Regions from separate parts of the Zea mays genome. Here region 1 is linked to region 2. Evidence: chromatin contacts called from public Hi-C data. All regions are on one chromosome and are shown on one strand. The core of a region is the stretch at or near the end of the contact, and the rest is flanking DNA. Distances in the headings are between cores, read along the strand shown.

Region 1 (6,149 bases), core at 315-2,814, 180 kb before region 2:
CGCCAACCGATCCCGATGACCAACGGTCGGCTGCGCCCGAAATGAAAGGAGATCGCGCGCCGGATCGCTACAGTGGCTGTCCGGTGGTGCACCGGACTGTCCGGTGCACAACTCGTCAAAAGGCAAGAAATGCCTTCCAAGTTGATATCTAACGGCTCCTAGCTGCCTTAGGGCTATAAAAGGGACACCTAGTCGCATGGAGCAGAAAACCAAGCCTTCTCTAAGCATTCTAAGACTCCCAGACTCCGCCTCCACGCATTTGATCGATTGTGTTAGTGATTTGAGCTCCGTTTGAGTTGCAAACTCTCCGTGCTATGTTTCGAGCTCAAGTCTTGGCTTGTGTGCATGGGTGTGCTGCGGATTTGAGTCTTGCGTGTGTTGCTCTCCCATCCTTACTCTTGTGCTTTCTTTGTGATCTATATTGTAAGGGCGAGAGGCTCCAACTTGTGGAGATCCCTCGCAAACGGGAAGAATACTCAAAAGAGAAAAGACCGTGGTATTCAAGTTGATCATTGGATCACTTGAAAGGGGTTGAGTGCAACCCTCGTCCAATTGGGACGCCACAACGTGGAAGTAGGCAAGTGTTACTTGGCCGAACCACGGAATAAAAATCACGTGTCTCTTGTGTTGCTCTTCTGTGATTGTTTTGTTCGCAAGAGATCGCTTCATAGCAACTTGATTAACTCGCACTAACTTTTATATAATCAAGTTTGTGGCTATTTAGTGTTTGATTTTACAGGATCACCTATTCACCCCCTCTAGGTGCTCTCAACCAGTGGGAGGCAGCTGTTACACATTTTTACATGCACATGTGGACATTTGTGGTTGGATTGATGCTCGGAGCATGGTTGCGTGGTGGCGTGGTCGACTCGGTGTCTGGTCCGAACACGACCCAGGCGTCTGCATGGGCTTTCTATACCTCTCAAAAGTCAAGGGCTCCCAATATACTTATATATATATAGATTCCCTCTGTCTCAATTTTATAATTTGTTTGTCTTTTGGCTAAGTTTGACCGACTCGTCTTATATAAAATTTTCGTGAAAAAACTAAAAAAATTGAATTTCAAAACTAAAATATTTTAAATGCTAAACAATACTGCAGTAAAATTTATAATCATTATGAATTTTCTGAATAAGACGAGTCAGTCAAATTTAGAGAAAAAAATTTAAACCAATTATAAATTAGAATTTAAGGAGTAGTTTTTATGGACAATCTGTCTTTATTAGTATTGTCGGATGTCCTGGGAAGGAAACTGTCATCAAAGATTACCTTGTATAGGCAACGACTAATATATAAGCAGTCATTAGGTGCAAACGTGTAAGCAGCTCTCTTTGGTTCGTTGGATCTAGATCCAACAGTATGTGTAATCGTGGTTTGTTAGTGGCCTTTTTATAAAACTACACGAGATGGTGTTGGGAGGATTTAAATGCTAAATATTGTATACGGTTAAATTTAGATATGACAAGTCAAAACTCAAAAGACATGTTTGTACTCTTGTACATAATGGTTGTTTACATAATAGTCGAATACAAGGTATACCCGTTACCGTTGGAATGTTTTGGCGTGGTCCCGTTTGACGGCGCTCGTGAGAACAGTCCATGTCCGTCGCAGCACATCGAGCGGCTACAACCAACTTCAGAATTCTGAAAGGGACACACCGTCATACCGACAGCGAAGACCTTTGCCGTTTTTATTCTTCCTCCGTCTCTGCCTGTACAGCGGCGGCTTGGCCACCTCTGAGCCTCAAGCCCTCAACCTCCCTCTTCGGCGCGTAACGTCAGTCCTCAGGTGAGATCTGCTTGCGCCTCAGTGTTTCCTGCGCCGTTTGCGGTAGCCTGTGATGTCGCACGTGAGCTCTCTCCATTCTTTTCCTTCTCGGAGTTGGTTCTGTTGCCCCTTGTGTTTCTCTCGGTTCTGGGTTCCGAAGCGTGACTCCAGTCCTTGCCAATCGATTTTAGTGCCTTCCAGGGTTACGGCTGCTTAGTCAAATCGATCTCACCGGGATTGCGTAGTTCCAGGCATATGGTGTCGACTTTGGGAGGGGAGGTGCAGAATTTCAGGTTATTCTTTGTCTTGTGTTCTAAAAGATATTCCCCACATCAATAGGCTGGGAAGTTCTCCTTTTGAGGAGATTTTGGCATATAATCAATGACTATAAAATAGTATGGTTAGTTCTGATGTAGATGCCGTTTCTGCATTTGGGTTCTCCAGAGTCTGAATTTGCTACTACGAAAGCAAATGGAGTAATCATGGCATATGTCAGGATAGTCAGCTTGTATTACTAAACTATTTATGTGAATGCCATTGGAACATAGGTCTTGGTGCAAGCAAACATAACCTCATATGTTTTACATGATGGAATAAACAAAAGAATAATGCTCAAGATGAGTAAGCACTGTGCGTGGGGCGTCGTCGTGTTTTCTTAGGCCATGTATGGCACGTCTTGCGGAGTTGGAGCTGCTTGTCCCTTGGGTCGAGCTCAACATCGATAACTCTGGATGGGTTGTGGGGGGGGGGGCTTCGTTGTCTGAGCTGTTTGTGCATTCTGTATAAGTTTTTGGGCTCGGTTTTCCTTAAAACTAGGTCAATTCTATACTTCTTAATTGAAAGGCAGAGCTTCTGCTGTTACGTTCAAAAAAAAGTAAGCGCTACAAGAATCCATCCTCTCTTCCATTCTGTTACACTGAAAAATCATGTAGTAATTGAATCTTAACTGGGGGCATAGGTGTATTCTTCTTCTTTTTCTTAGATAATGGAAAGAAATATCGATATGTAACTAAATGTTAGTGCTTAAAATATGTGGTTATTGTTGCCTGAGAATCAATCAAATTGTGTAGTGCAGTTTTGTTGGATACTTGACTAAAAAACTATTAATACCTAGAGTCCCACATCTCAAGACAGACCTTTTAGGGAACATAAAAGAAGACCCTTTTGAGCAGTACCGCACAGAAGAAAAAAATGATTGTCATATAATGGCATTGGCATCAATAATAGTTGTCTTTCGTATATAGGTATTGGCAGCATAAAGTGTTAGATTTGTCCTTGATTGAGGTACCCCTTCAAAGGTCAAGATGTTGTGGCGCGCAGTACGCAGTATGGATGTAATAATGCATTCTTCGAGTTTCCTTCTTCCGAAACTGTATCAACCTGTCAACAAACCAGTCAAGAACTATGCTTTAGTTGTTCTAAACCAGCATCTTCCACGATTCATGCCTCGACTCTGGGATCATGGTAACTAGACATAGCTCATCTGTCTTTCCTATATTTTTGTAGGAAAGTATCATTAAAACACATTTGCATTTTGATGTAGAACAGCAAACTTGAGGATCTGCGCTGATGGAGGAGCTAATCATATTTTTGATGAGATGTATCAGATAACCAATGATGAAGACAAAAAAAGCACCAGAAATAAGTGAAGTTTTTTTCTCCATTATTTTATACTAAAGTGCTTATTAAGTTTTCAACATTCTTAAGATCATATTCTAATAGGAACTGCCATACCACCATTTTTATTGATCTTAAAAAAACTAATGATTGTCATTTTACTCCAAAATAGTTTTCTTCACTAGATAGTTGTGCCTTATGCAAAGATAGATAGCATGGCTTAGTATCTTATGGGTTTGACGATGAGTTGTGATTGTTGGATTGGATTTTGTTTCTTAAACAGTTGAGTTTGATTGGGTTCGCTTAAGCTATGGGCCAATATTGTGTGGCAGGTTAAGTTATTTCTATATCTCATTCAACATTTAATTAGAAAAAGAAGGATATCATAGGTTCCCTTGTCCCAGTGATTTAGAATGGCGGAATATGTGGTAGGGAGGCGACCTGTGTGGCAGTTGTTGCAAAATAGATGAAAAGAAGGATATATGTGAGGACTCTTGCTCTTGCTCGAAGCCAATCTATACGCTAAGTGTAGAAGCATTATTGGCAATGAAACATCAATACATTTTTGATGTCGAATACACATACGTCCTACTTGTTACAATATGTTATACGTAGGCTACGACCGTAGTTGTCTACGATCCTCTTGGGCTAGATTAGAAATCGACTCTAATTATATGTTAGAGATAAAATAGAATAGGACTATATGCGTCGAGTTCATTTAGAGTCGGAGTGAGTTAGAATGTTGTAACTAAGTAGAATTTCTCTTGTAATAGGCGGCTCTTGTCTGTATAAATATACAACCCCATCGAACCTAGAGGTCAAGGGAAGCATTTTAATATCCTGATGTTGTGTTTCTTTCGTAGTATCAGGGCCACCTACTTCATCTGTTAGTCGGCGTCCTGACCAAGAGAAGTCAACATCAACCTCACCAGCAACAAGACCCCATAGCGTCATCCGGCTTTGTTGTACTAACGTCTCTCCTAGGGCAAACCATTGCTGTAAAGATCAACAAGACCAACTTCACATCCTGAAAAGCGCAAGTTCTGCCCATCCTTAGAGGTGTGCAACTACTAGTCTTCCTAGATGGCATGGCTATAGTGCTTGATGAGGAGATCTCTGCCAAGCAGGATGGCAAGATGATCGACAACGTCAACCCAGAGTACATCCGATGGATAGCACTCTAGTAGCAGGTCCTTAGCTTCCTCATGACATCCATGACTCTTGAGTCATGGATCAGGTTACCATCTACAAAACACCCCATTAGGTGTGGTCAGAACTATAGAAGACCTATGCGTCATAGTCAAGAGCCTGGACCGTAAACACACGGATTGCCCTGGCAACTACAAGAAAAGGTAATATGACAATGGTTGAATATATTGCCAAGATGAAATCTCTTGCGAATGAGATGGCATCTGCAAAGATGATTGTTGATGATGAAGAACTCGTCTTTGTAATTTTTGGTGGAACTTGATGAAGAGTACAATCTGGTGGTCTCTGCTCTGGTGGATCGTGTTGAGTAGGTCACCATAGTTGAAGCCACCTCCCAATTTCTCATCTTTGGCACCGGGATGGATCTACTTCATGGAGATCATCAAGCATTTGCTAATGTTGCTGGTCATGGGTGTGGAAACAACCATGGCTTGGCCATGTTCGAGGCAGAGGGCATGGTGTTCCTCCTAGTGACTATGGTGGCTACCAAGGTCCATCGTCATCTTCGTCTGATGGACATCTACAAGCTCTGTGCACTAACAAGATCTGTCAAGTCTACGACAAGGTAGGTCATATGGCCCTCGATTCCTGGTACCACTACGATGAGAGCTACACCTTTGACACCAAGACTGCAACAGCGGCCACCCATGGTGGTTATGGTGTCAACACCAATTTCTTACATGTTTTTGTGCCACAAAGTATCTAGTCTCAGTTCATTGTTTTTTAAAGACAATCATGTCTCACTTAAATATTTTTCTTGTCACTTTCTGATTAAGGATCTAGACATGCAGAAGGTTCTTCTCTGTGGTAGACAAGAAAACAGTCTCTACCCCTTATCAAGTTTTTGGCGAGGGGCTCTAGGTGCCATCAAGATGTCCCCTCACCGGATAGCCGCCTTGGTCATCCGTCCTTTTAGACTATTTAGAAGTTAGTTAGCCAAAATAAGATTTTATGTTCAAGTAAGTCAGAAGAGTATCTTTCAATGAAGAACTCGTCAGCAGGCAAAGAGTCATCATCTTCTCTATCCTACATCAACAAGTGTCTCATCAAAAACCCTTGAACTTGTGTTTTCAAATGTATGGGGTACTGCTTTGAAGTATGTAGGTCGAAAAAAGTATCATGTCAGTTTTATTGACGATTTCAGCAAGTTCACCTCGTTGAATTTCAGAACATGGTTGAGCACCACTTTAACACGAAGATCATTGCTATCCAAACTAATTGGGGGGATGAATATCAGCGTCCGAACTCGCTTAGTGTCTTGTCCTCATGCTCACCACAAAGTGGTCCTGTTGAAAGAAAGAGTCGCCACATAATAGAGGTTGGCCTATTTTACTTGTACATGCTTCAATGCCACTTACATTCCGGGATGAAGAATTTGTTGTTGTTGCATACCTTATAGATCACACACCCACCATGTTGCTTGATTATTCATCTTCTTTTGAGAAAATATTTCAACAACCTCCTGATTGTTCATCTCCCAAGGTTTTAGGGTGTGGCTACTAGCCTAACTTGTGTCCTTACAACACTTAGAAGTTGTTATTTAGGTATGTTTGTTG
Region 2 (6,095 bases), core at 1,853-4,352:
GTAGGCTTATCTCCAAGAAGCTACGTGTAACACCCTGAATTTGGGGTATAAAATTTCTTTCTTATGATCATCCAAATTTAGGTGTTACTCTTCTCTATCTCACTTTAGTTTCCCTCTCTCTAGTTTTCTCCCTTTCTTCTTCATTTAATTAGGGTTAGTTGTATTAGTGAGAGATTATTTAATTTGTTTTGTCCAAAACATATGAGTCATGGAATGTTGCATCATATCGAGCCTAAATATTCTTTGAAATGTTGCACATATTTGATTTGGTTTGAATTTGAAACTTGATTTGAATTTGAATTGAAAACCCTAGAGAAAATAAATAGAAAAGCAATTAGAAATTCCAGGAAAAAGGAAAAGCCAATTCGGCCCAAGGCAGCCCACTTAGCCTAGCTCGCGCGCGCGCGCCCGCGCGCCCCCTCTGCCTGACAGGCGGGTCCCACCTGTCGGCACAACCCTGAGCGCTCGCACTCTCTTCCCCCCTCTCTCTCTCGCTGAACCATGGGGCCGACCTGTCGGCGCGGTTTCCCTCGCGTGCGCCCGCTCTCCCTCTCTCTGTCCCACCGTCCCCACATGTTAGCTCGTCCCCAACCTCTCGCCCACGATCTCCCCGCCGTGGATGCGCCCACGACTGCGCATTTTTCGGCCACGTCCGAGCCCCCGCGCCCTGCTCACCCACCTCCCCTCGCCCATTTGCGCCCTCTGCCAGACTCGCTCGCCCTCTCTCTCGCTCTGCCCACGCGTGCAGAGAGCCCCGCCACCGCCCACCGTCAATCACCGCCTGTTCTGCGGCCACCGTCGCGTTCGCGCCCCGTCCAGTGCCACGGTGAGCTCCGCCTCACTGTCAGCTGCTCGGGACACCCTTCGTTGTGCCTCTTCCCTCCCTGGTTCAGCCGACCCACGCTCACCGGAGTGATTCTCGCGCAGCCAGAGCTCTGCCACTGTCGTCTGTCGCGTCCCTGCTCCACCGCCGTTGCCCCGTGACTCCATCAGTTCCCCTCGAGGTGAGAAACATGCCTGCACCCCTAATTTCTTGTGTACTGCCCTGTTGTTCGCGCGATTGCTCGCCGGAGCAATCTAGCGCCGCTGTTAGTCCGTCTCTCCGCGTGCAGCGCCCTTTGGTGCTTCCGCGCCGGTGTGAAGGCCATGGCCGAGTTCGCCAGACCCCTTTGATTGCGCCTAGACTAGTCCCCGAGCCCCTAGTGCCCTACAGTGGCCAGCCTCCTCGTCTTCGGCGAGCTCCCGCCGCGGGACCGAGCGGCGCCACCACGCCCAAGTCCGCCCACTGTCCCGCATTACATTATTGAAACTTAAGGTTTGACTAGTCTGTATTTCCCATACCCTTGTTTACCTTTTTGGGTTAATCAAGGTTAGCTTATGCTATTGCTTTAACTTAATCAATGAACATGATGTGATCTTTTATGATACGATGATGTTATCCCGATGAGGTTCTTATGATTACTTTAGGGGGCTTAGGTTATTTCCTGAGTGCCTCTCCGCAAGGACCTGTTTGGGGAGTGACAACCTGGGATAATAGTGCAATCACGAGGGTGGAATGAGACGCCCTTAGCTGATTAATTAGAGGAACCAGAGGAGTAGTTGGCTTCGCCGTAGGGCCTTCAATGGGGTCCAGGCACAGTACTTGCTCTGCCGAGGCTGGTTGCAGAGGTTCTTTGATTTGGTTTTGTTAGTCACCCTTCCTCTGGGGAGATGTACTGTGTTTATCAAACTGGAGAAACCTAACGGGTGGCTATGACCTCTGGGAAATCTTTGTAAAGACTACGTAGTGAGAACCTGCTGGGTCACCTTGGTAGTGATCAATGGGGAGGCTAGAACCCCAGGCAGAATGGGAATCACAGCTTGTGGGTAAAGTGTGCGACCTTTGCAGAGTGTTAGAAACTGGTATATCAGCCGTGCTCACGGTTAAGAGCAGCCTTGAGATCCTCTTCGATTAGAAGAACTTTTGTTACTTTTGTGATGATGATTAGCAATGATGGTTATAATTTTGATCTCTGGTATTTCCTACTGGAGAGAGTACTCCTGGGTAATAACTGGGTTATTACTAAAACTTGGCTCTACTTATAGTAATAAAACCTGACCAACTAAAAGCAACTGCTTAACTTTAACCCCACATACAGCTAGTCCACTTTAGCCAAACAGGACATTTGCTGAGTACGTTGATGTGTACTCACCCTTGCTTTACAAAACACCCCACCCCAGGTTGTCCCCACTGTTCTCAGTGCTCAGGAGGTAAAGCTAGTAACATGGAGGATTTTAAGGAGTTCCAGGACTACGACGAGTTCTAGTTTACTTTAGTGGCAAACCCCCAGTCAGATGCATGTGTAGGCTTATCTTCTACGTTTCGTTACTCCACACTTTGATGTTAATGTTAAACACTATGGTTATATAATAGACTTTGTGGATGTCTCAGACATCTTGATGTAACTAAGTACCTTTTCGCTATTTAATTCAAGCATTGTGTGATGATGTCCAATTATGTAATCGCCGTGTACGTGAGTTCTGATCCTGGCACGTACATGGTTCGTATACGGTTTACCTTCTAAAACCGGGTGTGACACTACGCATGCTATTGTCGCCCACAGTCAAAAGCTGGCGATCAATCCTATATCGAGCGTCTCAATGTGTTACCCTGTACAACACAATTCATATCAAACATACACTCGATACATGTCAAGTTTTAAAATTGAGTAAAAAAGTTTTAAAACGTACCACTCGATCTAAGATTGGTGCCGCCTCCACCCGGGTTCCGAGTCTAGTGGACTGGTCGTACGCCGTGCCTTCGTCGTCGGAAGAATCAATGTCGACGTAGTCATCCGCTATCCACTGCTGGCGCCAAGATCTATAACGCCTACCCCCGTCACGTGGGCGCCACGACACCCCCACCACCACGTCGGAGACCTAGGCGGCAATAGTATTGACGCCGATCTGTGTTGGCTCGGCGTTAATAATATTGACGTCTATGTAAGGTCCAATTTTTGAAATAAAACTTAAAAAGACATATTTGTAAGAAAAAACCGAAAAAACCAAAAAAAAGCTAAATTGCAAAAAAAAACTGATCACCCCGCCGGCTCGCCCCAACAGGCCAAGTGCACACGACTTCTTCCCTTGAAGCCGTCATCACAATTCACAGGCTGCACAGCACACAAACCCCGCGTAGGGGTAGAGATCACCTCACCCCTCCCGACTCCGGCGCATCCATTCGGTCGCTGCCGGATGCGTGCTTGACCCGGCCATGGATGACTCTGTCCCTTTCAATGACCTCGGTCCCTCCAAGCCCCCGTCGGCCTCTTTCTACGACGATATGTTCGAGTCCTACTTCAATCGCGCGGCCGAGGCCCCCGAGCCCGCGCCTAAGGCTTCTTCCTCGCCGTCGACGCCGCCGCCCGTGTTCGACAAGCCAGTCTTCGACGACGATCCTTACACGGCCGATCCATTCGACGCGATCCCCTTGTTTGGAGGCGGTGGTGGAGGGGAAGAGGAAGACTTGCACGGTGGCGTCCGGAGTGCGGCAAAGCCGGAGAGGACGGAGTTGGAGGTGGTGGGTTTTGATGAAGATTTGTTCCCTGGGTTGGCTGGGAGCACCAATTTTCCCATGGAGAAGCCGGCCAGGGAGGTGGAGCGGGACCGTCAACCAGTGGGGTTCGACGACGAGTTGATCCCTGGATTCGATGGAAGCATGAAGCCAGCGCCGCAAATGGAGCCTGAGACAGTGGCGTTTGATGATGATGTGATCCCTGACTGCAGTGGAGGCACGAGCTATCCCTCTTCGGCAAGGTCTGAGAGTCCTCTAATTCAAAATGCAATTGAACTATTTATATTTGTTGCATACTTGATTTATTATTTAGAAGATGAGGTTGGATTGACAAGATTTTAGCGGTGTTATATCTTACAATTTAACAAATTATGCTTCATAGATTCTGGAAATGAAGCCCTGCCCATTTTTTTATTACTTTTGATACTTGGATTCCGGGTCTTTTGATGCAATGTGGTAGAAGGATAATTTCAAACAGCAGGAAAGAATGGGGAAAGTAAATCAAACCGTCATAGTGACAAGGATGAATGATTTTAAATGGATAACTGCAAGAGAAAACATGAAAACTTATAGTTGAACCACTGGTCCGGTGCTCCCCTAGCACCCCCCAAAACCCTGTTCCTCTGCGCGCACATGACTGTAAAGAAATGATGGCTATTTAATAGCACCAATTTTGGAGACAGCTAGAGAGATTCTGCGCTGAATTTGTCTGCTGGTTTGAGGGTTTGTTTGCTGATATATTGTCTTGGATAGAGTCTCAGTTCATCAGTGCATTTTTCTCTTGAAATTGACTTGATATCTATCGTTTTCTACTATAATTTTCTAGGTATCTTACATATTTTCAAAACTTTTGGGAACATTATGAGTTTTGCCTTTTGCATGCCACTCTTCCTTTTGCAGTAGCGAGCATTGTTGTTGTAGTTCCTATGATGGATTCAATCTAGGCTAATCACTTGAAACTCTGAACTAACATGCCATATTTCTTCCATTATATCCATTGTTAAATCCCATATTGGTGGGTTGGTTGCTTTGTTCACCATCAAAGATGATTTATCTATGACAATGTAAGACCTTCAAATGTTTGTGCCTTATGGATCATACTTTATTTGAAGAAGTTGCATGTGCAATTTAGTGAGGGAAAGCGCAGATTTCACTTTGAAAGTTTCTGGACTAAGATTGCTGATTTCTTAGATGTGGTGGCTGATTCTTGGGTGCAGCCAGTTCAGACCTCCTGCCCTCTAAAGCGTGTATCCTTGAAGCTTCGAAGATTGGCCAGGTCCTTGCAGTCCTGGGGGCACAAGAATGCAGGCAATGTGAAATCCCAATTGGCTTTAGCAAAGGAAATCCTTCACAGACTCGAAATGGCTCAGGATAGCAGGCTGCTGTCTTCTGAGGAACTATGGCTCATGAGGAGGCTTAAGCAACATTGTTTGGCCCTCGCTTCATTAGATAGGACAGTGGCTCGTCTCAGATCCCTTGTTAGATATCTGAAGGAGGGGGATGCAAACACTTCTTTTTTCCACTTGCAGGCTTGCTACCGCAAGAAAAGAAACTTCATCTCTAGTTTGACAGTCGGAGATCGGGTGGTCACCTCTCATGAGCAGAAGCATGAAGCTTTGAATGATTTCTATACCAACCTGTTGGGGGTGGCTAAACATAGAGAATTCACACTAAACTTGGGATCTTGCCACAGGGACATGGGCGATCTAGGTGTATTGGACCTCCCCATCTCAGAGGATGAGGTCCGGTCTGCAGTTTTCTGCCTACCTTCAGATAGAGCTCTGGGTCCGGATGGTTTTACCGGGAGATTCTATAAGTCATGCTGGCATATCATTAAGGACGATCTGCTTGCGGCTATCATTGCCTCCATCAAGGTAATTCTCGGGGGCTGTGGCTGTTGAACTCAGCTTATCTTACCCTCATCCCCAAGAAGACTGATGCCACAACAACGGCTGATTTTAGACCCATAAGTCTCATTCATAGTTTTGCCAAATTGGTGACCAAGGTTATGGTTAACCGGTTGGCTCCTCTCCTGCCAAGGTTAGTGGCTGCAAATCAAAGTGCTTTTGTGAGGGGAAGGTCTATCCACGATAACTATATGTTTGTTCAGCACTCGATCAAGTCCCTTCATCGGCGGAAGGTCTCTAGCTTGTTTTTAAAGCTTGACATTACAAAAGCTTTCGATTCAGTCTCTTGGGCTTTTCTCTTGGAGGTGTTGTCCCATCTTGGCTTTGGTCTGAAATGGTGCAACTTAACCTCCAACCTATTGGCCTCTTCCTCTACGCAAGTTCTTCTCAATGGGGTCCTAGATGATCATATTTGGCATCGGCGAACTTTGCGTCAGGGGGATCCTTTGTCCCCTATGCTTTTTATCATTGTGATGGACGTGCTTGGCAGCTTATTCAGGCATGCGGAATCTAGAGGGATGTTGCATAGCTTGAGGGCTGCAAATGTTAGGTCCAGGCTCTCCATGTACGCAGATGATGTAGTTCTCTTTGTCAAGCCTCTGGATGATGATCTGGTTTGTACCAAGTTGATCCTT

Evidence for each region. Hi-C and Micro-C count contacts between places; a contact is called where the count stands out from the background.
Region 1: a Hi-C map of leaf shows a contact between it and region 2, with 5 times the contacts expected there. The contact joins the promoter of LOC100285737 here to the promoter of LOC103650168 in region 2. A contact is called at or near these places in 4 of 25 Hi-C or Micro-C datasets (ear, leaf and tassel).

What each region holds. Positions count from the first base shown.
Region 1 is chr3:66,960,042-66,966,190 of Zm-B73-REFERENCE-NAM-5.0, reverse strand. LOC100285737 (thiamin pyrophosphokinase 1) reads left to right here and starts at 1,564. Exons shown (of 7, transcript NM_001158628.1): 1 at 1,564-1,788; 2 at 3,012-3,231; 3 at 3,316-3,412. The coding sequence starts at 3,072.
Region 2 is chr3:66,784,942-66,791,036 of Zm-B73-REFERENCE-NAM-5.0, reverse strand. It overlaps LOC103650168 (auxilin-related protein 1), which reads left to right and starts at 3,102. Exons shown (of 9, transcript XR_004857154.1): 1 at 3,102-3,795.